Regions from separate parts of the Mus musculus genome. Here regions 2, 3 and 4 are each linked to region 1. Evidence: chromatin contacts called from public HiChIP or PLAC-seq data. All regions are on one chromosome and are shown on one strand. Each heading gives the region's core, a stretch centred on a gene start, on an enhancer-like site or on the middle of the called end of the contact. The rest is flanking DNA. Distances are from core to core; before and after follow the strand shown. Region 1 holds the start of Vax1 (ventral anterior homeobox 1). Region 2 holds the start of Eno4 (enolase 4). Region 3 overlaps Shtn1 (shootin 1). Region 4 overlaps Shtn1 (shootin 1).

The links. HiChIP or PLAC-seq counts read pairs in DNA pulled down with a chosen protein or histone mark.
Region 2: a contact with region 1 is called in an H3K4me3 HiChIP or PLAC-seq map of embryonic forebrain, with 5 times the contacts expected there. The contact joins the promoter of Eno4 here to the promoter of Vax1 in region 1. A contact is called at or near these places in 9 of 39 promoter capture datasets (the C10 cell line, the SN4741 cell line, cranial neural crest and 5 more), 5 of 484 Hi-C or Micro-C datasets (embryonic stem cells, extraembryonic endoderm stem cells, nephron progenitors and 1 more), 13 of 115 datasets of contacts at active chromatin or transcription factors (bone marrow-derived macrophages, craniofacial prominence, embryonic basal ganglia and 8 more) and 3 of 9 other capture datasets (adipose tissue, liver and pancreatic islet).
Region 3: an H3K4me3 HiChIP or PLAC-seq map of bone marrow-derived macrophages shows a contact between it and region 1, with 5 times the contacts expected there. The contact joins the enhancer-like site here to the promoter of Vax1 in region 1. A contact is called at or near these places in 3 of 39 promoter capture datasets (3T3-L1-derived adipocytes, cranial neural crest and embryonic stem cells), 3 of 484 Hi-C or Micro-C datasets (the N1E-115 cell line, forebrain and stem cell-derived neural progenitor cells), 10 of 115 datasets of contacts at active chromatin or transcription factors (bone marrow-derived macrophages, craniofacial prominence, embryonic basal ganglia and 7 more) and 3 of 9 other capture datasets (adipose tissue, liver and pancreatic islet).
Region 4: an H3K4me3 HiChIP or PLAC-seq map of embryonic forebrain shows a contact between it and region 1, with 4 times the contacts expected there. The contact joins the enhancer-like site here to the promoter of Vax1 in region 1. A contact is called at or near these places in 2 of 39 promoter capture datasets (the 3T3-L1 cell line and cranial neural crest), 7 of 115 datasets of contacts at active chromatin or transcription factors (VIP interneurons, embryonic basal ganglia, embryonic forebrain and 4 more) and 1 of 9 other capture datasets (adipose tissue).

What each region holds. Positions count from the first base shown.
Region 1 is chr19:59,168,276-59,173,279 of GRCm38.p6, forward strand. Vax1 (ventral anterior homeobox 1) reads right to left here and starts at 2,122. Exons shown (of 3, transcript NM_009501.3): 1 at 1,514-2,122; 2 at 196-383. The coding sequence starts at 1,754. 4930442E04Rik (RIKEN cDNA 4930442E04 gene) reads left to right here and starts at 3,506. Exons shown (of 2, transcript NR_167767.1): 1 at 3,506-3,970.
Region 2 is chr19:58,940,351-58,945,354 of GRCm38.p6, forward strand. Eno4 (enolase 4) reads left to right here and starts at 3,075. Exons shown (of 14, transcript NM_178689.4): 1 at 3,075-3,271. The coding sequence starts at 3,107. It also overlaps a transcript of Hspa12a not described here.
Region 3 is chr19:58,976,791-58,981,794 of GRCm38.p6, forward strand. The region is part of intron 16 of Shtn1 (shootin 1); the gene reads right to left. Among named protein-coding and RNA genes, the nearest start is that of Eno4, 36 kb to the left of the region's middle. Within about 2 kb of position 3,086, at least 104 of the 459 cell types and tissues checked have an H3K27ac peak or open chromatin away from gene starts, as enhancers often do. A contact at or near this core is called in the N1E-115 cell line, bone marrow-derived macrophages, embryonic stem cells and 1 more, where this site is marked.
Region 4 is chr19:59,003,832-59,008,835 of GRCm38.p6, forward strand. Shtn1 (shootin 1) reads right to left here. Exons shown (of 17, transcript NM_001114312.1): 13 at 9-118. Among named protein-coding and RNA genes, the nearest start is that of Eno4, 63 kb to the left of the region's middle. Within about 2 kb of position 2,905, at least 20 of the 459 cell types and tissues checked have an H3K27ac peak or open chromatin away from gene starts, as enhancers often do. A contact at or near this core is called in embryonic basal ganglia and embryonic forebrain, where this site is marked.

The DNA of each region.
Region 1 (5,004 bases), core at 872-3,371:
GCAGATTTGTGAACGAGGAGAAGACAGTTTAATAAAGAGGAGGGAGCCTTAAGACCTTCGTCCCCATTCGTTCCGTTTCCTCCACGTCCCTGGGAGGTTTGGTCCAAAGCTAGGTAGATTGTGAGGAAAGGCAAGCTGTCATCCTGGAGAGGGGAAGAGGAAGCCTGGTGGTGTGAGCACCTGGCAGCTAGGTACCTGGGTCTCAGAGAGATTGAGCTGCCGAGCCAGCTCGGTTCTCTCCCGGCCCACCACGTATTGGCAACGCTGGAACTCCATCTCCAGCCTGTAGAGCTGCTCCGCGGTGAAGGACGTGCGAGTCCTCTTGGGCCGGTCCAGATCCAAGCCTTTGGGCAGGATGATTTCTCGGATAGACCCCTTGGCATCTAGGAAAGGGTAGACGTCAGCCACCAGAACCTCCGCCCCCGGTTTTCTCTGCCTCCTTGATCAGAGCTAGCTAGGGACAAATCTCCGGTAGGCTGCTGCCAGTGTATGGGGTGGCCGCAATCATAAAGCTGAGATTCTCTGAGTGTATGGAGGCCAAGGGGGCTAACTTCATACTATTAACTGGGAGAGTAACCAGACTGTCTCTGAAGAGTTCTCCCAGACACCGGAGGAGGAAACAAACAAACAATAAAAAACAAGAACAAAAACAAAAACAACAACAACAACAAAAAACAAACCTGAATTCCAAATAGGTAAATGCTCCTTCCGGCCTAGGGGGCCTCTGGTGTGTGATCCGAGTCCCCAGTAGCCCAAAGGGGCTCTTACTGGTAACCCCACCTCCCAGTATGGTCCCAGATTGCAGGGCAGCCTGCACTCCTGTGGTCCCCACCCTTACCCCGGGTCTCCGGCCCGCTTCAGTCCAGACAGCAGAAGGAGGAGGGACTGAATGTCGGCTTGCGGGGCCTGGCTAACAGCTAGCGGGGGCGGCGCCGGCTGAAGCTGGGCCTCAGCGCCACCAGTGCCCGGGAGGAGCGCACACCGCTCCTTGAGCGAGGACGAGCGAAGCAAAGAGGCGGCATTCGCAGACCTGCGACGCAGGTCGGCGATCTCTCTAGGCCACTGCAGCCAGGCCAGGAGCGCAGCGCCAGGGCCCTCAGCCCTACCAGCTAACTGGCTGGCTCTGGCCAGCGGCGGGAGGCTACGGGTCCTAGCCCACTGCTCCATCGGGTGCGCTCTGCCCTCCATGGCACACACGCCTGCAGGCCGGAGGACGCGCGCACGTTCCCCTGGAGGAGCTGGGTCCGAGCCCCAGCTTGGTGGCCGGTCCACAGTCACGGTCTGGATTCCTTCCCGCAACCGTGCTGCGGGGCCCCTCCGGACTGCTAGGGCCCAGAAAGAGCGCTTTGAGAGGAGCCCCAGGCACAGGTCCCCGCGACCGACCGGACCCAAGAAAGAAAAGGGCCAACAACAACTTTCTCCCAAGTCCTCGCCAGCCCTAAGCAGCGACGCGAAGCTGCGGCAGGGGAATTACCCCGAAAAGAACGCGTTCCAAAGCCCTGCCCATCCCTACCTCGGACTAGGATCCGGCGACAGTAATCTGGGTCCGCTGAGGAATTGGATTTACTTTTGTTACAATCTTCCGAAGCGCCAGACCCGGAAAAGGCGCCCTGCGGCTCCTTGAGGAAGGCGGCCGGAAGGCTCCCCTCGGCGCCCTTGATCTCCCGGCTCTCCTTGTGCGCGTTCTTCGAGACCCTGGCGGCCTCGGTGTCCGAGTGGCACCGGACGTCCATTTTGTCTGGTTTCCCGAACATAGGCAAAAAGAAAGAAAGAAAGAAAACAACAACAAAAACAAAAAAACACAGAAAAGAAGGAGGGTGGGAAAAGAAGAAGCAAAAGGGGACAAAACCCCTACAACGCAGCACCTAAGCTCGGTCGCCCGCCAGAATGAATGTCCCCGCGGGGTGGCTTCGGCGGCCGCGGAGGGTCAGCGCAGACAGGAGAGTGGCGCGCTGGTAGAGAGGCGGCGGGTCTTGTCCAGGATCCCGGTGGCGAGGCCGCCTCGTCAGCGCCCGCGTCCTTTGAGCACGTCCAGTGTCCCCAGCCTGGCGATCAGGTAGCGAACAGCGCAACTCCGAAACGCTGCGGCTCCGCCTGTTACTGAGACGGCCGAGTTGTGGTTGTCCGACACCCGGGGGGGACGCACACTCGCTGTTGCAATTGATTACGGGTAATTTCGCAGCCCCCACGTTTCAGTTACCTCACGAATACACTAAATTGTTTGGATAATATATCAGATCGTAATGGATGGTTTCTGTCCTTGTCCCCAATCAAGTAGGGGTTTAGCCAGTGAATAAACGGAAATGATTGGTCTTGCTTTCGGGAAACACAATCAAAGACCCACACTTCCAGAAAAACTTTTGACAAGATTCATCCTGAATTGCTAACACCATTAGCAGGCATTATTAACTTTCTCTTTGCCTTTGACCGTCCTGCTCACATACTGGCTAAAGGGGGGTTCCTCTAGACTCTCCAGATAGAGCCAGATGGGGGGGGGTTACCCCCTCAGTCCCTGTAGCTATAGAAAGCAGTTGCCTCTGGGTGGGGAAAGAAGGGGGGAGGAGAAAAGTTTCCCCCTAAAGTCTCTCCCCCACACTCCAAAAAAGCCAAGCTTTCTCCCCAAGCGACTCCTTAACACACCTCGACGTTGACAGCCATCTTAAACTGCCGCCCCTCTTCCTGTAGCCCCAGTTGGATTTTTTTCATGCCTGCACCTCCAGCGGCCCTGAGGCAGCCCATTCAAAGGGCAGCTTTGTACTCAGAGTGGGGGGGGGGGGGTAGAGGGAGGGAGGAATACGAGAGAGAGAGAGAGAGAGAGAGAGAGAGAGAGAGAGAGAGCAAAAAATCTCAACTGTGAGATCTGCTTCAAAAAAAAAGTTTCCCCCTAGCTATTTCATTGTCTTGCTACAATGTCTTTGAGAAAAGCAACAGCCAGTAATCCAATAACAGCATTGATTAGGCCACAATGATTCAATTCAAGCGCATGGCCTTGTGCAAGGAGCTTGCTCCAGCCCTTCTCGTCACCTTGCCGGGGCAGAAGCCCTCTCCACGCCGCTCTCCCCATTCATTCCTTTATGGGAAATGCGGAGCAAAAGGAGTGAAAGATGGCAATTATCTAATTGGACTATTAACAAACAGTCCTCTGAGTGCGGCGGTCTGGCGTGGCTCCTGGGCGGGGGAAGGGCCGTGTTCCCGGCCCTCATTCACAAAGAGTGCAGGGGCCGCGGAGGAAAGGGGGTTTTTAAAAGGGAGTGGGGGGGGGGAGGCGAGGAGAGGTGGGAGGTTTGGCTGAGAATTTTTCCACACAATTCCAAGAATGGGGCGGAGGCGGGCGGGGGAGGGGCGGGGGTCTGGGCGAGAGGGTGGGAGGCACAAAGTGAGTGGGGAGGACAGCGAGTGTGTGTGGCGGCCTCCGAGGGGCTCTGCGCCCGCCCCACAGTCCGGCTGTCACCTCCCGGCCACCACCGCGGTCCCTCGAGACTGCTGAACGTGGAGGGGGTGGGCCGAGCCGGGTAACAACGCTCCTCTCCAAGCCACCTCCGGCCGGTCTCTTAGGAGCAATCGCGTTTGGTCTGTTCCCAAGGTTTCTGTGGCACTCAGGCAGACCTTGGGGAGTTGACTTTATATGATTGGGGATACTTGGGGTGATTATGTTGAGTGATGTTCACTGAGCGGGGAGTATCCCGGGGACAGATTGAGAGCCCAAAGATATAGATCTCTGCGGGAGCTGTCCTCAGGCGGGACGCCTCTGTGAGACCCGGCCCGCAAGTGCCTAGAACTTCTACCCCACAGGAACGCAAGGAAGCGGAAAGAAGAAAAGGGTCTCTCCTTGGCGAGCTAGCCGGCCGACTGGAGAAGTGCGGTACGCCCACTGCCTTGGCCCCAACGACTACACCTGTGAAGGAGGATTCCTGAGGCTTCGGATGGGTGCCCTTGCTGAGATCCGTCGGGAGTACTGCTCCGGGTGCAGGTCCGGAATTCCAGCCCAAACACACACACACACACACACACACACACACACACACACACACACACCAGGCGGTAGGCAGAACGGAATAACCTGCGTGAAGTGTCCGGACTCCTGCTTAGCGGCAAGTGGGAGTCCCCACTCTGACTTTAAAAACCTTGAAGAATTATTGAGACCCCAACAACAGTCCAGATAGAAATCGACCATCTTAGATGGTTCAGGCCCCTAGGCCTTGGGACTCTGCAGCCTCCTAGTTACCGGGAGGACACCTACTACACGAGAAGTCAAAGGCCTGGAAGGAAGTCTTTTTAAAAAATAAAAGTGGCCAGCTCACCATTTCAGATTTCTTGGGAGCTGGCCCTGCCCCTTCATTTGAACCCTGGAGCAGCTGATTGTTTGTTTTGAGCACTCCCATATTGGGTGTCTAAATACATTTAATATTCTTAACCCCTTTCTTGGGAAGGTAACATCCCAGTTTAGAGCTAAATGAGTAGAGGACTCAGTTCTTGTCAAATTACTTTCAATTACTTGTCCAAACCTCAGATTAGTGAATACAGAATTTGAACTTCTCTCTGGCTAACCTCAGAAGTCAGTATTCCAGGTCGGCTCTGACTTAGTTCCCAGCTACTCCCTGCTTTGAGTTTCCCGGGAATCCCCAAGGGATGCAGAGTGCTCAAAGAAACACATGGCTATGACCTTAATGTTAATACTAAAACATTTTGAGTATTTGACATTTGTTTTCACTTCATGCCCAAATGACATGAGATGGATGTAGAAACATAAAATCTTGCTTCTGGCCATGCTATTTATTACTAGCCAGGAGCATTTCCTAGAAGCATCATCCTGCACCGACCTGATTTGGGGTGAACAAAATCCAGTTCTCTGTGTCTTAAAGTTGTCTGATGACTGTCTGGGATCAAAGTTCAGGATTTCACATTTCTACTGGCTGGGGGCGAATCTTTCTAACAACTTTGTTGGAAAAATTGTACCGTTTAAAGTTGGGAGACTCTTAGTTCTGAGGGCAGAGACACACCACC
Region 2 (5,004 bases), core at 1,825-4,324, 230 kb before region 1:
CTACCAGGCTGTTAGCAAGTCTAGAACATAGGAACGTTTCAAATGAGTTTTCCCCGACTCTGATTTCGGCGCACTGATGACTCATGGTTGGGAGTGCAACTGAGCTTTAACTTCAGCGCTCTGGAATAGTGCCTAGCACAGGGCGCTCCGTCAAGACATCTTTGTCAACTGGATGGCAGAAGCAGAAAGAGAGGCACTGACATTTCCTTGACTTCACACAGCTCCCAGGTAAAAAGTCTCTAAGAAAACAACTGAGTCACTAAGGACCCCTTAGGAGTCAACTCTTCTCTAAGCTTTGACTTAAATACCCTTCCCTAGAATATACTGTAATCCTTGGTCATAAAGGTAACTCACTGGAAGAAAATTAGATACTGCTAGCATATACGAAGACAAGATTCCTGACCCCCACCACCTGAGGACAGCAGATCACCCTGGGTGCAGGCATACACACCTGACACAGCACCGACAGTTTCTACCCTTGCCTTTGGGACTCGGACTTTCTTTTTACTGCTCAAAGCCGGTTTTGTCTGTTTCCTCTTATAGCTCCTGCCCTCCTCCCGTGTCCTCAATCCATTCCTTCTGCGGTGCCTCGCTCCTATTTCAAGAGGACTCTGTCCCCATTTCCCTCTGAGGGCGTCTCCATTCTTCAGGTTGTTAGGCTATGAAGACATCTTTGGTATCTCCAGTCCTCCCTTTTTGATCTGGGATTCTCAAACTTGAGGCCAGGAGGTGCAAAACCCGGTGCACAGGTCACATAGTGTGTTACTCTTTACAACTCTAAGAGACCTCTACACTGCCCCCCAAGTCTTCTTGGCTCCTCACCCTCCATCCCCATCACCTAGGAGTAGGCATCCTTCTCATCTGTCTCTTCCCAGCTGACCTTTACCCTTTGACCTTCCTAAATCATTCTCCACCTGGAATTACTGCTTCCTGAACAACCAAACACGTTATCAGTCCTACCACCGTAGCCAGCCAACCACTTCTGCCTTGCCAGTCCTGTATTTTTAGGAATGCCCTGCTCTTGCAGGATGGTATTCTAAGGCTTTGACAATTTCTCTGCGGGCTAAATTTTCTCTGCGGGCTAAATGTCCATCCCTGTTTCTCATTTCTGAAAAGAAGGACTTACTGCTCACTTAACACCAAAGCAGTTACATGTTTGTGATTTAGCGTATGCAAAATCGATTCACTCATCCAGTAACTGTTTACTGAACATCTAATCTATAAAGGAATATACTGATGCCATAAGTGCAGTACTGAACAAGACACACAAACCCTGTCCTCATGGGACATAGAGGACAGTGGGTTAGAGAGCGAAGAACCCATTGCATAGTGGTCTCAGCCCAAATACTTCCAGTCTTCCATTAAAATATTAAATGAGGGCTGGGGTTATAGCTCAGCTGGTGAAGTGCTTGCCTGGCATGCATGAAGACCAGGGTTCTACCCCTAGCACTGCGTTAACTAGGCACGGTTGCTCACGCCTGTTAACTCAGAACTCCAGAGATAGAAGCAGAAGGGTCAGAAGTTCAAAGTCAGCCTCCACTACACAGCCAGTCTGAGGCCATCCTAAGATACATAAAACCAAGTCACAAACTAGAAAAAAAAAAAAAAAAGGAAAAGAAAATTAAATGAGGTCTGGAGATATAGTTCAGTGGCTGCATCCAGGTGGTAGGCCCAGAGATTCATGCTGAGCACAGAAGAATGAAAAAGAAGAAAGTCAAATGGGTCAGCCCTAAAAGATGAGGGCTCACGTCTGTGGTCCAGGTTTCAAGTGGGCAAGGAGATCAGTAGAAAGAGCAGTCTGCTGGGGGGGTGAGAATGTGAAGCACAGCTTTTCTTAAGACACAAAACTCAACCTTCACAGGATGGGCGAAGGAGGTACCTTCCACAGGAGGCGGGTTGGTATGAGGACGGCCACACCCAGGAATAAAAGCAATGGCAACATTGTGGGCTCGTTTTTAAACAAAGGTGCACTAAAATCCCAGCTGTGAGCGCTCAGCTCTGCGATGGACAAGGAGATGACTAAGTCTCTGCTTCCACCATCCAAGGACTTGCAGCCAGCCAGAGGGGAGGGCAAGTGTGTGATGACCCATCACACCACAGAAAGGAAATCGTCCTCAAAGAGAGTCCAGAGCAGGGAGGAATGGGTCTCGGTTATATAAGCGTACTTACAGAATCAGGTATTTTATCCACCTACATCCAACAGTACATTTATGGAAAACAACTGTTCCCAAATGCCTCTTCGCACTCGGGGTTATTTTAAGTGATTGTCCAGCGGACAGAGCAGGTAAGATTACGTTTTCCAGATGAGCAATGAAGGCACAAGTCTTTTAAGCAACCTGCTTTCTGTTGGGAACATAAAACAGGCAACAATAAAAAAAAAAAAACACGAAAACACCCTGTCTGTCTCGGCCCACTCCTATCCATTACTTGGATCGTCCTGCACCATCCAAGTAACGAGCACAGAAATAAGTTCTATCATTGCGTCTGGTACCTAACTGTCACAGTAAACAGGCAGCCCGCTGCTACAGACCATGACCCAAGGACTTTCTCATGGGCTGCGTTTTGCATGGCCTCCACCTCGCCCTGGGTCTCTCCAAAGCATCATCAGTCTTACTTCCTACACTGGGTTTCACTCTCAGTAATCTCCCCCAAAGGGAGCTTTCTGAGAGAGAGCATCACGAGGCGTGCAGCAAGCACAGTGCGTGGGTTGGAAGGGATGCATGCCCAGGACCTCCACGGCTCAGGAAGGGCACCCTGGGCTCTTGCATCCCTCTCCCTCGTTAACTGCAAGAGTTGAAGTGGCGGGTACCGCTCCCCAGCTTCTGCAAAACGAACTCAAACAATCGTTAAATGCCTCCCCGTCTGCAAAACTGTCCGAGGAACAGTGACAAACGGGGACGAGAGAGCACTAAGAGCGAAGCATTGAAGAAAGGCGAAGTGCGGACGGGACAACGATGGGTCCCGAACGGAAAGCTTGAGTCTCGGTCCACCAAGGGAAGGAAGCCTCGCGAGATCTAGGGGTCGTGATCTCGTTGCGTTGCCTAGCGACAAAAGGACGCTGGCGGGCCCCCTGGCAAAACCCCGCTGTAGCCCTAAGTCTCCTACCATGGGAGATGAAGACGGCGGCCGCAGAGGCGGGATCACTAGGGACCTGCAGAAGCTGAAGCAGCAGGCGATGGCGTACTACCAGGAGAACGACGTCCCGCGCAAGCTGGAAGATCTGCTCAACTCCACCTTCTACCTCCAGCCTGCGGATGTCTACGGGCACCTGGTAGGGACGCGCGGGGAGCTCCCTCCTCCCTCTGGCCCACGCTGCGGCAGCGCGATGCGTCTGCGCCTGCGCAACGGAGTCGCGCCTGCGCGCTGCTGGGCAGAAGGGTTAGGGGATGCCCAGCTGAGAGCAGGGCGAGCGTGCTGCGCGGGGAGGATGCGGAGAGTTGACAAGAGGACCCTGAATGGGTCTGTAGCTCAGGTCTGCTCCGAGACTGGCGAGCTTCTTTTCTATCCAAGGAGCTCACCTGCCGTTGGTTTTCTAAACCACAGACCTGACGCTGAACTTACCTTACCTGCGGGCGGGGACGCAAGCTGGACCACGAAACGAATGCCAGGGACTTGGCTGCAGCCCACCCCGGGTCCCATTCCTTTGGCTTCCACTCCCCCCTGATGTCTCAGATTCCAAGTCTAAGCTCCCAGGTGTGAAAACCTCACGCACCCTGCATTGGCTAGGTACCCAACGTCTCGGGCCAGTGACTGCCAAAATGCAGATTTCACTCGGAGGCCCTTCTCCGTTGTTGACTGAGTGTCCTTGAGCTCTCCTAGGGCCATCCTACAGTAATCCTTTGAGTTACCTAATGGTTGGCTGCTGAGGAGGGGGATTCCTGTGCATCAGATGTGACTTGGAAAGGAGTTGGGGTACCTACCACTCGTTGTCTTCGTCTCTAAAAGCTCTGCAAGATTTAAAACAAACAAACAACCCTCCCTTTTTTAAATAAAGAACTTGGGCCTCAGGGCTTTAACTAGTACCCCCACCCTCACCCCTACCCCTGCACTGTGGGACAAAGGGACAATTATAGACTTTTTGTGGAATAGGTGAGTGAAGGCCTTATAAAGATTTCAATCCCTCTCTCTCTTGCTGAAGGAACTGTTAACTCGTTGTCTAAAAGGACACCTCACCCTGTCTCTTCCTAGTCTGTTAGGCAGCCTGGCACTGGTTTGTACAGCTCTTTGGGAACTCCCATACCTTAGTTAGGGGCGGCCCCATTTGCTTTCTATCCTTTGCTACAACATTCTGACCAAAAGCAACTTAGGAACTTGTTTATTTGGTTTACATTTCCATGCCACAGCCCATCACTGAGGGAAGTCTGGGCAGGAAATGCAGCAGAGGCTATAGGAAGAAAAAAAATGCTGCCTACTGGTTTGCTTCTCATGGCTTGCTCAGCCTGCTTTCTTGGACAACCCTGGTCAACCTGCCCAAGGGTGTCAGCGCCCATAGTAGGCACAGCGCTCAGAAGTCAATCTTGGATCCCTTCCAAGTGATTTCTGCTCTGCCACTTAAAGGAAATTGCAATTACTAAGCTTCCCAAGAGGCCTGTTGGAGTTAGGTGTCACTGTGCATCAGCTGATGGTTGGTGAGGGGAACACGGTTTTCACTGTTGACAAGCCAGATGTCTGCCTGGGGGTGGGCAGGGATAAAAATTATCCCCTTCGGATTTTTAAAATCTGAATATGTCACAGTATAAAGACCAATGACTTCCACAACTTGAGAAGAAGGATTAGGGAGTCAGTCAGTCGGCTTGCCATAGAAAAGCTTGCTGGAGAGAGATACCAAGTCTGTGGGTTAAGAAAGGTCTCGGGCATGGTGGCACACCCCTTTAATCCCAGCAGTTGGGAGGCAGAGGCAGACGGATTTCTGAGTTCGAGGCCAGCCTGGTCTACAAAGTAAGTTCCAGGACAGCCAGGGCTACACAGAGGAAACCCTGTCTCTAAAAACAAAAATCAAACAAC
Region 3 (5,004 bases), core at 1,836-4,335, 190 kb before region 1:
TTTCAACTTTCTCCGGCCCAGGCAACATCTTACAGCTTCTCAGAAAAGCAGAGCCACCTTAGACTCTGGGCAACGGAGGGCACTGTGCGAGTCGGCCATCTCTATGCAAGAAGCTAGGCATTCCGGCAGCTCAAAGGCAAGCTGGCTGCAAACGGGCAGAGACTGAGGACAAACTAGAGATGCATCTTTCTGTGAGAAAGGCCCATCAGGCTGATGTACCGACCCCACAGGACAAGCTGAGCCCTCTCACGCGGAACCTGCACATGCATCTGAGCTGGGAAGCGGGCTGGGAAGCGGGCAAGCTGGAGGAAAAGCTGGGAGGAACCGCAGGACTGATCCACAGGCCAGCCGCTGGCACATGCCCCTCAAGTGGGTCAGCACATCGTGCCCTTCATACGCTATCCCAGATAAGCTACACATGAACTTCCTCAGGGTTCAAAGAAAACATTATTAAAACATCATCATCTCACGCCTGCCTCATACATCTCTCTTGTGGCCAACGAGAACCTGGAAACAAAGCATATGGGGTGTCCCAGGAAGTGAAGCTGCAGCTTGGCTCAGGGTCGGGTCACCAGCTTGCTTGTGCGCCCGCTGCTGTCACCCACCAGCATGTTGGAAGCATGCAAAGCGATGGATCTCACTCTGCCGTTTGGAGTGAGCAACTGCCATCGGTCCATACCAACCTCTGTTGCTCCCTTGGGCTACTGTGGGCGTTTTCATGGCCCCGTGTGTCTGCAGGCGAAGGGTGGTTAACATCTCCTAGCAAAAGCTGTCTTCATCAGCTGGGAATTAGAACTCTCCAGGAACTGCTCTCAGCATCCTATGGCAGCAACACACAGGCTGATTGATCTGAAAACTTAAAAACCTTGGACTGTCTATCTCTCCTCAAGCAAGCCACACTCGTCTGGCAGGCTAACCTGAGAAGTTGCTGGCAGGCTAGCTCCAGGATCTCACAGTTTCCTCCACTGAACTAGGCACGGTGGAGACTAGGCAGGGGGGCACTCCCTTGGAACCCCAGGGCAAGACAGAAGAGAGTAAGAGCGGCCATCTATCCAAACTGCCCTTTTGTAGATGGGGGCAGTTCTGTGTGCAGAGGGGGACAGCCTGGCCTAAGAGTACGCTGCTCCTGAGTGGCAGAGCCAGTGCAGGAGTCTGAGCTGTCTTCTCTTTAGGATTGAGCTATTTTCCAAATATAGCACAGGTGCCACAGCGTAATCTGTGGACATTTCTACTAGTTTATTTCCATTGTTTCTATCTGCAACTTTCAGATCAATGCTGTCTTTCAGAGGACAATGCTCAATGCTCAAGCTTCCTGGTTTGATATCACTAGGTCCTTTCCTAGGTCTCCCGGGGACCTTCTCAAAGCTCCTTTTAGAGCCTGAAGCCTTCTTAGAACATTCCATCTCTATCCCCATGATGCCACTGATGGTAAAGTTGCCAGGAGACAAGCCTCAGAGTATGCCTGTGGAGCAATTATTTAGACTAAGTTAATGAGGGAAGGCCCACCCTGAATGTGGGCAGCACCATTCCCTAGGCTTGTATCCTGGACTGAATATTAGAAAGAGCTGACTTGTAGCATTCACTGTCCTCTGATTCCTGAGTATGGATGCAATGTGCATGGCTGCCTTGACCTTTAGCTATCAGGTTTTCCCTGTCACAGTGGACTAATGCACTGTCACACTATCAGCACAAATTAACCCTCTCCACCTTAAGATGCCTTTGTTAAAGTATTTTTATCATAGCAACAGAAAAGGCAACTAATACATTCCCAATCCCATGTCCTTCAGGGGCAGTACTGAGAACCTAGGCTACTATTCAAGGAAGCCATGTGGGTCTAGAGGTTTGAACCCAACAAAGGCTCAAGCAGTACTACCATAGGGGCCTGGTCCACGGTGGCTCCGTCCACCTCCTCCTTCAATGCAGCATCTAAGGACAGTTACTACTAATAAGCAATTAAAGTTGATACTTGTAAAAGAGCCACGGCAGCCCTTCTCCCGATGCAGCAGGATCTGTAGAGCAGAACTGCTGAGTCACAGAGAGAGAGGAAGGCTACATGAGTCGGTCGGACCCTCCCTGTAGAGCAGAACTGCTGAGTCACAGAGAGAGAGGAAGGCTGCATGAGTCGGTCGGACCCTCCCTGTCATATGTAAACCCCAGGCGGCCAAAGTGAAATGATCTGTCATTTACCAGCACAGAACCTGCATCAGAAGTCTGGGGGGGGCCCAGACTGCAGAATCGTGTAGTTAGTTATCCATGATCTGCTATAACAGACCTTCTTCATGAGTCATTCTGGATCATGTGCTCAGCAGTTGTTTCAAGACACTCCCTCCCCCACCCCCGAAAGCAAGCCAATTAAAAACTGGAATTCAAGATCTCAAACTGCAACTCTATTACAGCTGACAGCTACTGTCCCCCAACTGTAGGAGAGCCAGAACAAAGGGCTCTGGCTGGCAAAGAAAGACCTGACCTGCCTCCAAATCACACAGGTGTAAGAAGAATCAGAAGTGTTGCAGTTTCAGCAAAGCTGCACTTGGTAAAGGGATTCGTTGTTTCTCAGACTGTGTCACAGGGGACAGAGGCAAAGCATTCTGTGTGCTTGCCCCCCCCCAAAAAAAAAACCATCATTGTTTGCATTCAATGAAATTCCTTTCAAAATCAACTTTCCACATCTCAATTATATTCAACAACATTCTAGCTAACATTTCGGCTGCAATTCAAATTAACTAATGCCCCAAAGAGCCCCTAATCGACACGGTTCTGAGCTCAATTGAATACAATCAAAGCTCAGGAAATGAAGGGGGGAATGCTTATTTCATGCAAATTCTGAATATCGCTCAAGCTTAATTTTACTGATAATATAAAGGTGGGACATTTTGAGCATTACAGAGAATGAAACCTTTAAGCGGTGAGAGTTATTTTATAAAATGCTACCTCTGAAAAGCTGATTGCCAAACAGTATAAAAACGGTTTGAGGCATAAATGCCAAGTTCATTTCTATTTCACTTCTGAGGTAACTATCTTTCAAATCGCAACAGCTGGACTATTTAACACAATCTGGTGAATCACGGTGTAGCGCTTCTCTGGTCTCCCAGTGGGACGTCTGCATTAGTCTGTGGCAGCCATCCAACAAATGACGTGCAGTGGCCGGTCTGAACTCTGTTTCATTTACAATAAAAAACGGATAAAACCACAATCATATTTGCCACCTTCAAGGATGGAAAATGGAAAGATTTAAATTTGTCTTTATAAAGTAGTTTTCTGGGAAAACTCCAAAGAGGAAGTCAGTTTCTATTTCCCTAGTGTATAAATGAGTCTTGCTTCCCCCTCCAGTCCCTGCAGCGAGCAGAGTGGTGAAGGGAGCTGGCCTTACTAAAGCTGATGTTCATTGTTTCTTTCAGAAACTCTTGATTTTTTTTTTTCAGAGCTTTTCATGCGCCAGTCTAAAACTTCGAAAATATTACATCCCAAACATAAGCTGAGAATTTCTAATCACTATCAAGCCTCATCCTTGTGGGACTGGAGGTAGAACGGAGCTTTGACTTTGTGTACTTTTTAAAAACTGTATTTTATCCAAAGCTCTGTACCGGTCCATCAGTCTGACTCTGCTTTTATTTGTGGGAAGACAGGCTTAAAGTACAGAAAGTATTCCATACGTCCGGATTAGCCAGAGTCCCTTTTGTCACAGGTAACAATAGCTGAGGAAAGACCCTGGGCTCACATTCAGCAAAATTTCCTTTAGTTTTTTAGCTGCCATGCCGTTTACATCATAGACCCTGGTGGTCCCTTCAAGGCTATACCAGCTTGTTTCTTCTACTGTGCCAGCTAGACCAAAGACAATTTATTAGATTCTGATCATGAAGAGCCTTCACTGGTAAAGCCATGTAGGGAACACATAAACTCACTACAAAACACTCATGACACTTTCTTTTTGGCTTCTGGGCTGTTTTTACACACACACACACACACACACACACACACACACACAATTTTGGATAGATTTTAGTCTCTATGAAAATTCATTTAGATCCCAGGTATTTAAAAACTGTGTGTCATTTACAAGAAATATGTTAAAAGACATGCAGCCTCCCACAGAAGTCTCCAGAGGAAACATTGGTTCCTTTAAAGTCAGCTATGCACAGTGTGCATTTTCATAGATATCTATTTTAAGTTTTCCTTTCCATTTACTATATTTTATACATCAAACTTTTAAGATAGGAGTCACAGGAATTCAGCCTATCACCTTTTGTATACTTCCATGACATGATAAAGTATCTTTCAAGTGAAATGTGTTTTATCTGGTTTAAGAAGTCTGGTTGGTTTAATCTCAGGGTCTGAAAATGCTTTTCCAGTCTTGGAAGTTACTTTCCTTTCCATTAAAACAAAACAAAACTTCACTCTACCTCATGAAACACAAATAAAAGGAAACATAAATACTGTTAAGAAATGTTTTTTTTTTTAACAACAACAACAAAAACCCCTACAAAGTACCAAAGGCAATTTGCAAGAAATGATACATTTTAGACAAAGTCCTATAAAATCTGAGCCCTTGTAACTGAAAGCAAACATTAAGGGGCAATTAATTCTTCAAGAGAATGGAGAATTACTTGGTAGCCCTTTAACAGTAATTTTGAGATTTACTCAATGGTATTTTACCAGTCATTTTTTTTTCACTAGGTGTAATACATCCTGAACAATTAATCTGGAAGAAGTTGCTGTCTGTACAGCCCCTCTGAACGCAGAGACAATACTGACTGCTGAGTTTTCCGGCAGTCCACAGGATAACTCCTGGGGGTGGGGAGGGGGGAGAAGAAAAGACCAAGTGAGGGGATCTCGGCTTCCAGAGCATCCAGTTGTTCGGCTAATTTTGTTGTTAAAACTTAATTGTCCATGTACCGGCACACACGGGGCTCCATTGTGGTCCTGCTCTGTGGAACAGAGCAGTTTCCTGCAGTGTCCGTACACAATTCAGCAGTGCTAAGATTACAGCTGAGCGCCCAGCAAATC
Region 4 (5,004 bases), core at 1,655-4,154, 160 kb before region 1:
GTACATACCTTTGCCTTGGGTCTGGCTGTCTGGTTAACCGGTCTAAGATGAACTCCCTTCTTAATTCTGTCCATCATCTCTTCCACTGCTTGCCTCTTCAGGTCTGTGACTTCCTCAGCTGTGTGAAGAACACAGACAGAAATCATTTTAGGCACAAGAAATGGCAAATTCCTCTTGCTGGTGACATTGTGCTGTGTGAACTAACAGAAGTCATTTTTCAGGCTGTGGCAGAACACCAATAATTCACTATGGGTGACAGCTACTTTGTGGCAATGTTCCAAATAATATATATACATTTTTTTAATTAAGAAGAATTTCTAATCAGAGCACTCAGAATTATAACAATCAAAGTTTGTAGCATGGGAAGCAATAAGGTCTCACCTCTGAGAAATATAACACAAAAACACACTTGGAGATATGGCTACCTCCAGGTCTTCCCCTTCTCCCTCCTCCTCCCGGGTGTGTTGTCTGAATGCCTTTGTAGACATGTTCAGAGACCACCAGAGCACACTGGTGTCATACTTCATTTCTCTCCACATTAGTCCTTTGAGACATGGTCTCTCACTAAACTTGGGGCTAGGCTGGTGGCCTGCAAGCCCCGCACTGTCTCCAGCACCTCCTCCACCTTTGTGTAGCCAAGCCCTGGTTTGCAAGGGGTTGCTGGGGATCTGAACTTCTGTCTTCATGCCAAGTGTTCTTACCCACTGAGACATCTTTCCAGCCTCTGTGCCTTTCCCAAATCATCCATTTTTGCCTCAAAGATTTTTTTAAAAGTTATTACATCCTGTATATCAAAGAAAGTGGAATAAAGCCTATCTAAAAGAGATCAAAGAGATTTCTTCTTTAAGGGAAAGAAGTCCAGTCAAGAGATGGACACCAAGGAGGCAAACCTGTATTTAATACCATGTTTTGTTTAGGAATTGTATAAATAGGAAACATTTAAGCAAACCTTTTTTCAAGTCTATTTAACCAATCCATGTTTTTAAAACATGCATCCAGCAATGACTTAAATGAAATCATTAAATGTGACTATAGCTTTCAGGGGTTGGGGTGTGACTCAGGAGCAAACAACATATGAAAAAAATAAAACCACCTATTGTATTGTCTACTGTGTGTGTGTGTTTGCTCGCACACGCGTGTGCATGTGTGGTGTGTGGTGTGTGTGTATGTTGTACACATGTGGAGGTCAGAACAGGATACCAGATGTCTTCATATATTGTTCTCTGCTGTACTGACTTGAGACAGGGTCTCTCACTGAATTCGAAGCTTGCCGTTTTGACCAGGCCAAGCCAGTGAGGTAGCTCTTGAAATCTGCCATTTCTGTCCCCAAATTCTGGGGCTAGAGGCATGAAAACAAAATTTTTAATGGATTTGAATGCAGTTCCTTATACCTGTGGAGTGAACATTCTTGACTGAGCTACCTTCTTAGCCTCGAGTGTCTGATTTTTCTTGCTTGCTGCCTGTACAGCCGAGGATTACAAATGAGTTAAACTGAAACTTGTTGACCAAAATCAATTTGGTTTTTCTCAAAGAATTTCTTGGCCAAAGTATGGAATCACTTTGGAACATGTCACCATTAATGTGCTTCTAGACCTTGCTATTCCTAGTGAATTCACTCCAGCTGACACACGGAAGCTAAGTGCCCACTGAGACCTAGGCTCGATGGCAGACTCACAGTCTGCCTGATCAGTGTTGAACTCTAGCTTTAAACAGATATGATGTCTGTACTTCTGGGGAGAGATGGCTAAGCTCACAAAGGCTGCCTTCTAGATGAAGAGGACCACAGTATACCCAAAACTAACCAGTGCTTGTTTCAGGTCTAACTCAGGTCTTCTTTCCTGAGAAGACTTCATGTGGACCTGGGTAGCCATTCCTCATCTCTGAGTCCCTAAGGGAACACCAGAGTTTACAAGTTTCTATTACCCTCAACTCTGTAGCACCAAATGGCTGAATCACTGCTACGTTGGTAAGTATAATCTGACTTCAAAGACAATTCTGTCCTCAGAGGCTATTGGAAAACTAAGAATTAAAATGTCTCCATGTGGAACATGATTCAGACCCAAGAGTCATCTTTCCACAGCCGTCTTAGTTACTTTTTAGTAACTCTCTCTCATTGTTGCAACAATGAGAGAAAAAACAAAGCCTCCTGAGGAAGGCAGAGTTTCTTTAGCTCAGTACAAGAGTAAACCCATCACTGTGGGGGAGGGAGGCACTTGTCCTCTTATTCAGCCTAGCCAGCTCCAGGGCCAGCAACAGTTGCCCACATTTAGAGTGGGTCTTCTCACCTCCATTAACCTAATCCAGGAACTTCCTCATTGGAATACCCAGAGGTTTGTCTCCTGGGTGATTGTAGATCTTATGGAGTTGACAATCAGTATCAAACATCACAGAATGCAACATAGGAAACACAAGTACCCAAGTCAGAACTTAACAACAAATGAAAAATGTTGGGGGGGGGGGGAGAAACGAAGAAAAACAAATGTCCTATGCTTTGGGTTGATTAACTATGTTCCCTCAAATAGAATTTGGGGGTGGAAACTTACTCTGATGGTTCACAAATATCTACAAGGGGGCAAACAAGAAATTCACTCACTCATTCGCCGTCTCCCTTGACGTCCAAGTATCTGTACATACATATGCTTTCCTGACCCTGTTCAAAAGGAGACTTTTCAAAAAGCCAGGTCTTATGCATAAGCACCTGGCATGGGATGTGGTTTAGTCCTGGGAACGCAGAGACCAGTTTTAAAACACCTTCTTTTTTTTTTTTTTTTTTTTTTTTCCCTCTTGGTTTTGTTTTCTTTTTCAGAAAGGCTGCCATTTTGAGTGAGACTAGGAAGAGCTGCATGGGGAAGGGAGCACCGCCTACAAACAGATTAGCGCTCTGCAAGGACTGACTGCAACCCAATTAAATACACCATACAGAAACTAATTAAGGCAGACAGATGGAGAATTACGGGCCACACCATTCAAATCTGCGACAGCATCTACCAGCAGGAATTTAAAGTAGCTCCTTATATTTGCTTGCCAGAATCATAGTGATAATTCAGAGAAGTGCCACTATCTGTATTGTGCACAGATTATAAACCAGGCTTTAATTTCTCAGCCTTTTTTCCCCCCAATATAAAGGCATAATTGGTCTTAAGAAAAAGAAATCACTCTTATCAGATTCCCTACTCAGGCGCAACACAAGGGCAGTGCTAAGCTAGCCGCACAGGCTTTCTTCCTCTCACCGACCTGTTTTTGAAATGGCAAAAAAGCAATCTATATGAACTTCTGAACTATTAAGCAGTTCTAATAAACCGGCATGAATCACCTACGGAGCACCCGTGGTATGTTTTGTAATTCCTTCTGCAATCGCGCAGTTGGTAATTGTCTCACAAAAGCATGTAATCAGGAGGACAATGGAAATATGCAGGATGCTGGAGATTAGAGAAAGAGGCTAATGAGGACAACAAGTCTAATGTTACCGAACTGCCACGGGCGGAAAGGAAAAAAAACCCAACAAAACAAAACCAAAGGTTCTTTGAGTTAGGGCTTCAAGGTCAGTCTTGGATCAGAATACTATATGTAATTAATTGGGGCTTAAATCTTTAGACCCACTTGGAAAATAAGTTAGATCTTAAAAGGAGAGAGAGAGAGGGAGGGAGGGAGGGGGAGAGAGAGACAGAGAGATAGAGAGAGAGAGAGAGAGAGAGAGAGAGAGAGAGAGAGGGAGAGAGAGAGAGAAAGAGGAGAGGAGAGAGAGAGGAGAGAGAGAAAGAGAGACAGAGACACCCCCATGGAAGAAATTACCACATTGTTACTCAAGAAAACCTCTGCTTATTACCAAGAAGAAATGAAGTTTCTTTTTGCTTCCCCATTTTGCTAATTTTTTTGATAAGACCTTAAAAACCAAGCCACTGTATATCATCATGATGTTAAAAACTTCCAAGAGGGTACATCATATTTGAATCAGTCTAGAATTGACTTACAGAATATGAATGTAAGGAAATTTCTTGACTACAGTAGGATTACCTCTCCCAAAGGGGAGTTACAGGGTTACAGAGATAGCTCAGTAGGTAAGAAGGCATGAAGAATTGAGTCCAAATCCCTAGAATCCATATAAAAAGACCTGAGTATGGCTGAAGGTGTCTGTGACCCCAGCACTGTGTTGGACAGAGAAAGGAGGATCAGCTCCAGCTTCAATAAGAGACGCTGTCTCAACAGTGTAAGGGTGGTGATGTAGCAGGACACCTGATGTTCTCTTCTGGCCTCTATACATACATAGGCCTGCACATCTGCATCCACACACGTGCAGACATCACCACCATGACTGCCACATACACATACACTTACACACCTTGCTCAGAGGACAGACTGACTCAGGAGCTGGGAACAGGCCAATCAATCCTTCAGCAATCCTTCATGGACCGTGAAGTGCTATATCAAAGCAGATATCCTACTTAGCTTTAACTGCCAACTTGACACAACCTAGCATCTCCTGAGAAGGGAGTCTCAACTGATGACGGAGATCAGATTAGCCTGTGGCGGGTTGTCTAGATTATTAAGTCATATAGGAGGGCCCAGTCCACTGTGGCTGGCACCATTCTCTGGGTAGGTGGTCCTGGGTTATATAAGAAAGCTACTTAAGCCAAAGTGGTGGCGCACACTTTGAATCCCAGCACTTAGGAGCCAGAGGTAGGCCTGAGTTCTCTGGTCTAAGGCATTGACATTCCTCTGCCATCCCTGCCGGCCTGCCGTGCCTACCCTGCCTGCCATACATACCTGTCTGTCTATCTGCCATGCCCACCTGTCTGTCTGCTTGCCTAGCCTCCCCTTCCCCATTCTTTGTTTTCCCAAACTTCAGGCAGAGTGACTGTTCTAGAGAATGAATCTCACTGCATTCCTACTTGAAACTTCTATTCTTCGGAGAAACATCAGCATCTCAACCATTGCTTTGAGAACCTGGCTCCCACCTACATCTCAGCCCTCTTCCCTGGGTCCTGAGTCAAGGCAGCAGAGCAG